2 separate regions of the Nothobranchius furzeri genome follow, and region 1 is linked to region 2. The links are chromatin contacts, called in public Micro-C maps. All regions are on one chromosome and are shown on one strand. The core of a region is the stretch at or near the end of the contact, and the rest is flanking DNA. Distances in the headings are between cores, read along the strand shown.

Region 1 (4,837 bases), core at 1,994-4,493, 77 kb after region 2:
GCTCTGCAGAAGCCTGTTAATCACCTACTATTTGAAATCAGGTGTGTTGAAGCAGGGTTAAAACCTAAACTTGCTGGATACCGGCCTTCGAAGTCCGCAAATGAATAGCCTGGCCTTAACCATGGACCACCACGCATCAGCTGACTCGCCGAAGACGCTGTTGAGCACGTTTTGTTGGATTGGGCGGAGTTTCACTGAAACCATTTTATTTCCAGGTATAAGCTCAGGCTGATGAAAATAACTCAGTTTTACGATAAACGACATCTCAAAAGTGCCAGCGGTAATACTTTATCATATACAGAGCCTACCTTTGTTCTCAAAGGTTTAAAATAGCACGACATGGAACCTTTAATAAAAGAAATCATCATTTTGTATTTACTCAGGTCTTTGTTACGTGACAGCAAAATTTGTTCGCTGATCTGAGAAGAAATTATTTTGTCATTAGTAACTCTGAGTGTCGCTAACTGCTTCTGCTTTCTAATTGTGTGAAATTCAATAAACACGGTAACTCATATTTAGGGTAAACTGGGTTCCTGCTGAATAGTATTTAGATTTATTTGCTAGCTGCGTGGTAGCACTCCTCTAACGCTGAGCTTTTCTAACATCTGTGCAGTGGAGCCAGTGGACGCCTGGAAGCCAGAAGCAAACCCGTATGAATCAGGTAACGGGAATCTCGCCGATCCTTGTTTTCCTCCTCTTTGCCAGTAAGTTCTGACTGTAAGTACAATCCAAACCGAAGCTATCCAGGGAAAACACTCGGGGTTTGGCTCAACCTTTAATTGAAGAGAGTCAAATGGCCCGCTCGCTCAAAGTGTGTTAGTAACAACAAGTCCTGATCAGCAGCGCTGAAGAGTAGCCACCTGCAAACGCAACAAAAACGCTTTCAAGTTAGCAACAGCAGACGTTTGGGTCCTCTCCGTTTTGGGAGGATAAAGGATAATTGATGTTATTCAGGAGTGAAGGAACAAAAATAGCTGAATGAGATCAAGATATCTGCTGTTTTTCAAAGCAAATCATTGCATCAGCATCACTCGCTTTGGATTCTGTTTTCCTGTATTTGAGGTTTTAGTCTGAGGGAACCAGAACCGGTACCAAGAGCCCCAGAACCTGCGTCACAAGGAGATCCAAGTAAGTTTGGCTTTTTACAGAATTTAGATAATCTCTTAAACTGTTTCTATTAACCCTCCTACTGTCCTAATGGGTGTGGCCCCGCGAGGAAAGTTGACCATTGAGCAGGGTTGATGGTTTATCCCTTAGGTCCATGTGACAGTTGTGAGGAGTGAGCACCTCCTCCCCCATGCCATGTGGACCTCAAGGGATAAACCATCAACCCTGCTCAATGGTCAATTTTCCTCGCGGGGCCACCCGTAAAGACAGTGGGAGGGTTAATATGGGGTGGATCCAATTACTGTATGCTTACTAGGGAGGGCTTGCATTTTAGGTAAGACATTTGAAAAGCTTCTGAAGTCGTTTTGACCCTGGCAGGTCCCCATGTCGGTGCCCAGATCATGGAATAGATGGATTTTGTGTTTCTATCAGATTTATTTATATTGCACCTTCTACCACCTTAGCAGAGACCCAAGGTGCTGATCAGCTCATAAAAACAAGGATAAAAACATCATAGTAGGTGAAGAGAATAAAAATAGTAGCAAAGTACAAGTGAAAGCAACTAAAACCCATGCAGTACAATAAATAAAATACAAAAGCAGTGTCATGGGTGTTGGGGGAAAGCTAACAGATACAAGTGAGTTTTCAGGCGAGACTTAAACTCCTGAAGGGAAAGAGCTTGCTTCACTGCCGGAGGCAGCTCGTTCCAAAGGGCTGGAGCCATTACCGAGAAGGCCCGGTCCCTCTAGGTCTCAGTTAGAGCAGAGGACTTCCAGCAACTCCTGCTCAGCAGAGCGAAGGGCCCTAGCGGAGACACACCGCTGTAACAGTGCAGCCAGACATGGGGGAGCACTGCCCTGCAGCACCCTGAAGACACGGAGGAGGATCTTAAATTTTGCCCAGTAAAACACTGGGAGCCCGTGAAGAGAAGCCAACGCTGGGGTAATGTGGTCCTTCCTTCTTGTCCCAGTCACAAATCTGGCAGCAGAGTGTTGGACCAGCCGGATCCGTGCAGCTGCAGCCTGACTCGGAGCAGCACACAACCCAGTACGGCAGTAGGACATGATAAAAGCGTGTAGTACTGTTTCCAGATGTGCTCTTGATAGCCGTCTCACAGTAAAAAAGCGTGCCTGGACAACCACGTTGATTTGTGCATCGAATTTAAGGGCCGCATCAGTTTTCACCCCTAAATTAGTGACCACGTTCTTCTCATCTTGTGCCAAGGAAGCGAGCTCCGTCTCGCCGCCTGCTCCAGCTGTTTCTGTGCTTCATACATGCAGAAATGTGTTTTGACCCCAGATTGTAAGGTGGACCTTGCCTTCCTAATGGACGGGAGCTGGAGCATCGGGAAGCGTCGTTTCAAAATCCAGAAAGACTTCCTCAGCGAGGTGGCGCAGGTCATCAACGTGGGTGTTGCTGGACCCATGATGGGCATCATCCAGTATGGGTAAGGTCGTCTTCTATTCGTCTCGTTGTTTACAGATTTGATATAAGACAAGATGTTGTTGCTCTGCTCAAAGTGACGACCCCGTGACGGAGTTCAGTCTGAGGACTCACTCCAGCTCCAGGGAAGTGAAGTCAGCCATCGATAAGATCTCTCAGAAGGGAGGCCTCTCCAACGTGGGTGAGTGACCTGCTGTGGGTGTGAAAGTAAAAATAAGTGGGGTGCAATTATCACAGGCTTTACTGCCCGGGCACATTTTCACATGCAAGGATAGAATTAAGTCTAAACTTGCCAGGATCTAAATGATAGCTGTGCTTCTAGTGAGCCACGCTCTTCTGCTCTGACCAGCCGCGGGTGCTGTTCACCAGCCCGCGGGGGTCGGCTCTCCACAGGCAGACTGGTGTTTTTCTGCTTCCATTGGTGCGTCAGCATTCGTGAATTGCCTCTCGGTTTTTATGAGCTGCTAAATTTTGTAGAACTAGTGTGTGTGTGTGTGTGGTTTCCCGTAAGTGCTGCTTACAGTTTGGGCCACAACAGAGCCTCCTGTATCACTGTTGGGACTGTCAGCAGATCTGAATAACAGGACAGATGTGTGTCCGAGACAGGCTGCTATAAAAAGCTTTTGTATGCCGTGTGTGGGTTTTTCTCTATCCTTGGCGCGTTCTCAATCACAGACTTGTGCGTCGATTGATCATCATTCTGTCGCCCCCTGGTGTTCCAACAGGAAAAGCCCTCTCCTACATTAACAAGCAGTACTTCAGTGATGCAAACGGGAACCGGGGAGGAGCCCCCAACGTGGCTGTGGTCCTAGTGGATGGCTGGCCCACGGACAAAGTGGAGGAGGCCTCTCGGCTCGCCCGGGAATCGGGAATCAACATCTTCTTTGTCACCATCGAGGGTCCTGATGACAGCGAAAAGCAAAACCTGGTCGAAGCCAACTTTGTGGACAAGGTGGAATAATGTCCATGAAGTGTCTGATCCCAGGTTAAAGCATGTCTGAAACGGGCTGATTTATCCCTGCAGGCTGTGTGTCGGACAAACGGCTTCTACTCCCTCCCTGTGAACAGCTGGTTCGCCCTGAGGAAGGCCGTGCAGCCCCTGGTGAAACGAGTGTGCGACACAGATCGCCTGGTGTGCAGCAAGACCTGCCTCAACGCCAACGACATCGCCTTCGTCATTGATGGCTCTAGCAGTGTGGGGACCGGCAACTTCCGCACGGTGCTCCAGTTTGTGGCCAACGTCACGAGGGAGTTTGAGATCTCAGACACGGATACGCGGGTCGGAGCCATTCAGTACACCTACGAACAGAGGCTGGAGTTCGCCTTCGGGCAGTACAACAACAAGGCCGAGCTGCTGAATGCCATCAAGCGCATCAACTACTGGAGCGGCGGTACCAGCACCGGTGCTGCCATCACTTACGCAGCAGAGCAGCTCTTCAGCAAGTCTAAACCCAACAAACGCAAAATCATGATCGTCATTACTGACGGGCGCTCTTATGATGATGTCAGGGTGCCCGCAGAAGCTGTCCAACGTCAAGGTGAGAGGTCACCCGTGGCAGCCTGAAATGTGGCAGCCTCGAGTCACCACAGTGGGTACCACGGTTCTTCTGGGTTAGCCACCAGACGTCAGACCTGCCACAAGACTTTAGTCCACATTAAAGTGTCAGACATTGGTTTGAGTGACATCCTTTTGTCCCCCCCCCCCTCCCCTTCTCCCTTCCCCATCTAGGTGTGATTGCTTACTCCATCGGCATCGCCTGGGCCGCCCAGGATGAGCTGGAGTACATCGCCACAGACCCTGACAAGGAGCACTCCTTCTTTGTGGACGAGTTCGACAACCTCTACAAGTTTGTTCCCAAGATCATCCACAACATCTGCCAGGAGTTCAACTCCCAGCCCAGAAACTGAGGAGCTGCTGTTGGAGGAAACGTGTCGGACGTGGGCCGTCTCAGCAGAACAGCGTTTGTAAATCTACTCCGCTTGCCCACGCGGTGTCGCGGGCTTCGACTACAGTGCCGTACGTTTGAGGAGGAATTTAGGAGGGTGTTTTTAAAATATGTCTGCATTAAATCCCCTCTTAAAAAAACTTGCAAAAAACAGCAAAGAGCATAAAAATGAAGTGTGGTACTGGTTTTCTAAACCGATGCTTTCTAAATAATTCCCCCCAGGCTGTGTTCAACCTCAGTGTTTGAGCTTTCTGCACACCTGGGCTGAGATGTCATCATTCACTGTTTTTATGTTAAAGCAAAGACACCAAAAACACACGATAACCATGTGATGCCCGCAG
Region 2 (5,189 bases), core at 369-2,868:
AGCGTGTAGGCCAGGGAGGTCTAATATTAGCCAAGTTAGCTCTGAATAGCTATAGCCTGTAACAAATTTGTCCAACAAAATCCCGCTTTATTTTATTCTTTTGCGGCATGATCAACAATAAATGACCACAAAACACACATGTTCCTCGTGGGATGACACAGAACAGGCTGTCAGAAGCTGGTAAATGTTAGCTAACCGGCTTTTATTTGAATCATCTAGATTAGCATGACATCGTCGGCTTTAACAGCCTCCTCGGGCAATATACGAAGAGAAACGTTATAAACCCAACGATGTTTAAAGTTTTACTAAATAAAGCGACAGACAAAACCAACGAGGCATGCTGACATACAAAGGAAAATAAAAAACAACAACAGCTAGCGCTCGGTGTGCTAACGCAAAGTGCCGACAGTTACCCGAAGCGGAGTACCAGCTCCCGGCGTGACTTGCTTCTCTGCACACCACTCGATTTGACATCTTGGTTCCCAAGCCGCCTATCTTGATTTCCTTAACTTCTTTATAGCAAAATAAAAATAAAACAGAACTGCAAAAACCCTGCGTTAGCTAGCTGACAGATGAAATAACGCCTGCTAGCTACCTTGCTCGAATAGACAAAGGGCAGTCCGGCTGTCGAGACAGCTGGGATAGCAAGCTCACTGTACTGGCCCCTGTGTTGTTATATTAATGTCGATGGTTGTTACCGGTTAATAAGTGAAGTTAGTTTGTTCGGCAATCTGGCGATATAACTCCTTATAGGCACAAATAAAACAGTATTGCGCCGACAACAAACACTAGCTAGCCCAATATAAAACCTTTAAACTGTCACAGTAGGTATTTGAGGATTACTGAGACTTCTTTTGCTAGCCAGGTAGAAGGGGCGCGGCTAAAACTGTTGTCGAAGTGATGTCACGTCTTATGATTGGTGAATTGATTTTGTAGGGAAACATCATTGGTGGGAATTGGAAAGGGGCGGAAACAAGTCCAGAATGGTTGTTTGGTTACAAAACGTTGGGCCGTCAAGTGAGCTGTGGTGAGCACACATGGCAGAAAATGAATCATACAAGCTTAACGTTATGGTTGAAACCAAAACAATTAAGAATCTAGATGCTATCAATAACAGCTGTCGACACGTTTGTAATGCATCATTATAATGTCTAAAGGTTTTTCTCAAATTTCTTTCATGAATTGTCATTTGAGTTCAAAATCTTTTCTGATTTCTTCTGAGTTGAAAATAGCAGTCATTGTTTTGAATGACATGTGAATTCGTGAAAATTAAAAAGAACATTATGTACAAGTCAAGGAAAAATAACGATATATAACGATATATATAGTGAATATATATAGTGAAACTATTATTATTATTATAAATATGGTTAAATGTTTCTAGTAATTACTTTACAAATTGGTGTTCTATAATCACACAAAAATGGGTAAAATGGTAACGAAATCGGTGGAAAAGCAGGCGGAAACCTGTTTTTTGCAACAAATATTATTTATTATATTTTTATTTTAAAATTTGGTTAGAAATTTTGACTGTAAAAATGGAAAACGACACAAGACAATGTTTCTCCACTACGGCAGGGGGCGCTAGGAGTTTACACCAAAGAGAAGATGCGGAAGCGGGCGGAGTCTGTTGTTTGTGTACAAGGGAAAGCGGAAGTTAGCGGTAGCTGCTTGCATGGACTCTAAAAACAAAAGAATATCACAGTGAAGGGTTAGTTTACTAAACATATACCGATGTTTCGCCACCTTCGCATGTTTTTTAAATGCTAAATGTATATTTCCCTTCTTAGAGAATTTGTAACAACCGCGATTAGGGAGGAAGTAACGCATCAGTAATGTCGGCTAAAATAAACGCAACTAATAGCAGCGGAGAACTTATTAAAAACTATCATAAACAGGCGTTTGAGTATATTTCGAAGGCACTGAGGATCGACGAGGATGATTCAGGTTGGTTTATTTGTTTGAGTATCGATCAGCGGATGTTTTGTGTGACAGTTTGTTATAAACGCCATCATGTGATAATAGTGGCTAAGGGAGAAGCTGTGCAGTGGTACAAGAAAGGAATCGCTGAGCTTGAAAAGGGTATCGCCATAGAGATTACTGGAACAGGTAGAAACGTTAACACTCCTCTGTTCCGTGATGTTTTGTGTTAGGAACATTTAGCCATGAATTCTGTGTTGTTTTGTCAGATGATCGATCAAAGAGGCTGCAAGATAAAATGGTTACCAATCTCACCATGGCGAAAGACAGGCTTGCTTTGTTAGGTAGGTGTCATTTGAGCTGACTAACACCCTGCTGGCATCAAAGCTAAATAACCTATTTTCCTGTTCTTTCCTCACAGAGGCCACATTGGCATCTAAAAGCAAAAACAATCCTCTGTCTGGCTCAAGCCTCCCTAAGCCTAAAAGCCAGCCTTCAGCTTCAGGGTTGTCCACTAACTTTAGGCCCTCCACTGCTGCCAGACCATCACCAAGACCTGCTGATGCAAAGGTGTTTTGATTCTTCACCATGTAAAGTGTAATCACGTGATACTGAAGGGTTCACGTTGTGTAATGATTTCTGCTTAAATCAATTCAGGTGAACCCCAGGATGGGAAAAGTCCCAAATGGAAGACCTGTGAAGCAACCCCCAAAGAGGGACATGAAACACTTCAAAAATGTGGACAGCAAGCTGGCCAGCTTGATTCTTAATGAAATAGTTGACAGGTATTCATAACAAGATAATAATGCTTTTGCAATCTGCAAAATACAGAATTAAATAAAGATGCTACATTTAAAATGTGCTCGGCAGGGGAGCGTCTGTATCTTTTGAAGACATTGCTGGACAAGATCTAGCTAAACAAGCACTCCAAGAAATTGTGATCCTTCCTTCCTTAAGACCGGAGGTTACGAGCTTTACTATATTTCTGTCTTCATAAAGCATCTGTGCTTTAAGTGTTTAACCTGACACCATCTCCTATGGTCTGTTTAGCTGTTTACAGGTCTGAGAGCACCTGCACGTGGTTTGCTTTTATTTGGCCCACCTGGAAATGGAAAAACCATGCTGGTATGTAGCGCATCCATTTTAACACAACAACCTTGATTGCTTGTATGCATGTATCACCATCCTGCTGTTATTAGCTGAATTACAGATGCTATTCCTCCTTTCCAGGCCAAAGCAGTCGCTGCAGAGTCTAATGCTACTTTTTTCAACATTAGTGCAGCTAGTTTGACATCTAAATATGTGAGTAGATTTATAAATTGCTTACTTTTCTGCAGCCACACTGTAATCTGTGGTGTTTTCAAATGTTTCTTATCACTGTCACAGGTAGGAGAGGGCGAGAAGCTTGTACGAGCTCTCTTTGCAGTTGCAAGAGAACTGCAGCCTTCAGTCATCTTTATTGGTCCGTAGTACTGTCTTCCACAGTTTAACTTTGACATCTTGGTTCATAAATTAACCTTTTAATATCACTTTTAATTCTTAGACGAAGTGGACAGCTTACTCTGTGAGAGGAGGGAGGGGGAACACGATGCCTCTCGTCGCTTAAAGACAGAGTTCCTCATCGAATTTGATGGGGTAAGAGTGTCAGGAATTTATTCTTGAACACCTGAGAACACACCGGTGTCATTTTCACATCTGCCTTTCTGGATTTCAGGTGCAGTCAGGAGGGGATGACAGGGTTCTGGTCATGGGAGCAACTAACAGGCCTCAGGAGCTTGATGAAGCAGTCCTAAGGTAAGCAGTGCAGCCATACGTGATTGTTTTATGTTTGATTTAAAAATATGTCACTGCTACTGATAAATGTTTATCTGACAGGCGCTTTGCAAAAAGGGTGTATGTCGCTCTGCCAGATGAGAAGGTAATTATCACCCATGCATGTTTTTTTTTTTTTTGTTTTGTTGCAAGATGCTTTTTGTTTCCTTTTTAAAAGAAGTTTTCTAACTCTTTAGACGAGACTCACTCTGATGACAAACCTTTTGGGCAAACACGGGAATCCACTGAGCTCGAGCGAGCTGTCTTGCCTCGCAAAGTGAGTGTCCTGCTGCTGTTACAATGCTTCATGTGTTCGTAGAGGCAGTAGAAACCCACATGACAGCATAAAAATATGCTAAAAGTTAGATTTGTATGTATGTCCCCTTTAAGCTGATATAAATAAAATGTTGTTAACTGACAGAGCGACTGCAGGATATTCAGGAAGCGACCTGACGTCATTGGCCAAAGATGCAGCTCTTGGTCCTATTAGAGGTAGGACTGATTAATCAATTAATTTCTGGCAACATTTTTACATTTTTAATGGGAAAACCAATGAATTTTATGTGAACTTGATCTCTTTCAGAGCTGGGACCAAACCAAGTCCGCAACATGTCAGCCAGTGAGGTGAGAAGAAGGAAAACCATCAGATTGGCTTTTGTAATTACACAGTATTAAATATGTGTAATTACACAGTATTAAATATGTGTAATTACACAGTATTAAATATGTGTAATTACACAGTATTAAATATGTATTCATTCACTTTTGTTTTCTATGTTCTCAGATGCGTAACATCAAGATGAAAGACTTTGAGGATTCCCTGAAGCGCATTAAGCCCACCGTTAGTCCCTCTACTCTAAATATGTATAGCAAATGGAACAAAGATTTCGGCGATACGACAGCTTTTTGAACTTTGCTTTTTACTTGAAAAATAAAATAAAATAAACGTTTCTTTAGTTAAACTGAGTGAAACTATCAAAGCACTTCTCTTTTTGTTGGGTGTGGCTATATTATATGAAAAAAATGTGACATTTGGGATTATTATAGGAAAATTTCCTGTTTTATGGAAAGGTTTTCCTTTGTCAGTTCTTACAAACAAATGTAATCGCACTCCTTATTCGTCTTCTTGCTCTGTAAAAATCTGTTATTTATTCTTTAAAAAATGCAAGTTCTGCAAATTTGAATGAATTTCCATTATTTCTCTAAATGGAGAATAAAAGTACATTTATACACAACACTGCTCATTTTTACATGAATCCCAGTATTCCTCACATACAGTAAGTTGACATGTTGATGGTACGGATCACCAAGTGGATTTGAGTTCATATACAAGAGTTGTCATTCCTGGGGGGAAAATGGCAAAGTACTTCTTTTTGTTGGTGTGTGTGAGGATTTTGTTCCTCTGAAACTTGTACTTAATTTTTATTTTCAGGGAGGATGTATAATTAGCTGACGAG

Evidence for each region. Hi-C and Micro-C count contacts between places; a contact is called where the count stands out from the background.
Region 1: a contact with region 2 is called in a Micro-C map of tail fin, with 3 times the contacts expected there. The contact joins the enhancer-like site here to the promoter of spast in region 2. A contact is called at or near these places in 2 of 2 Hi-C or Micro-C datasets (skeletal muscle and tail fin).

What each region holds. Positions count from the first base shown.
Region 1 is chr12:1,663,823-1,668,659 of NfurGRZ-RIMD1, forward strand. vit (vitrin) reads left to right here. Exons shown (of 20, transcript XM_015943982.3): 14 at 614-661; 15 at 1,063-1,128; 16 at 2,407-2,554; 17 at 2,628-2,731; 18 at 3,276-3,502; 19 at 3,575-4,088; 20 at 4,280-4,683. The coding sequence ends at 4,458. Among protein-coding and RNA genes, the nearest start is that of vit, 29 kb to the left of the region's middle. Within about 2 kb of position 3,244, at least 1 of the 3 cell types and tissues checked has an H3K27ac peak or open chromatin away from gene starts, as enhancers often do. A contact at or near this core is called in tail fin, where this site is marked.
Region 2 is chr12:1,588,263-1,593,451 of NfurGRZ-RIMD1, forward strand. spast (spastin) reads left to right here and starts at 1,619. Exons shown (of 16, transcript XM_015943989.3): 1 at 1,619-1,947; 2 at 2,026-2,109; 3 at 2,190-2,264; 4 at 2,342-2,490; 5 at 2,578-2,705; 6 at 2,791-2,884; 7 at 2,971-3,045; 8 at 3,151-3,222; 9 at 3,307-3,382; 10 at 3,464-3,555; 11 at 3,635-3,714; 12 at 3,796-3,838; 13 at 3,930-4,009; 14 at 4,154-4,224; 2 more. The coding sequence starts at 1,836. The coding sequence ends at 4,642. It overlaps memo1 (mediator of cell motility 1), which reads right to left and starts at 976. Exons shown (of 9, transcript XM_015943990.3): 1 at 414-976. The coding sequence starts at 474.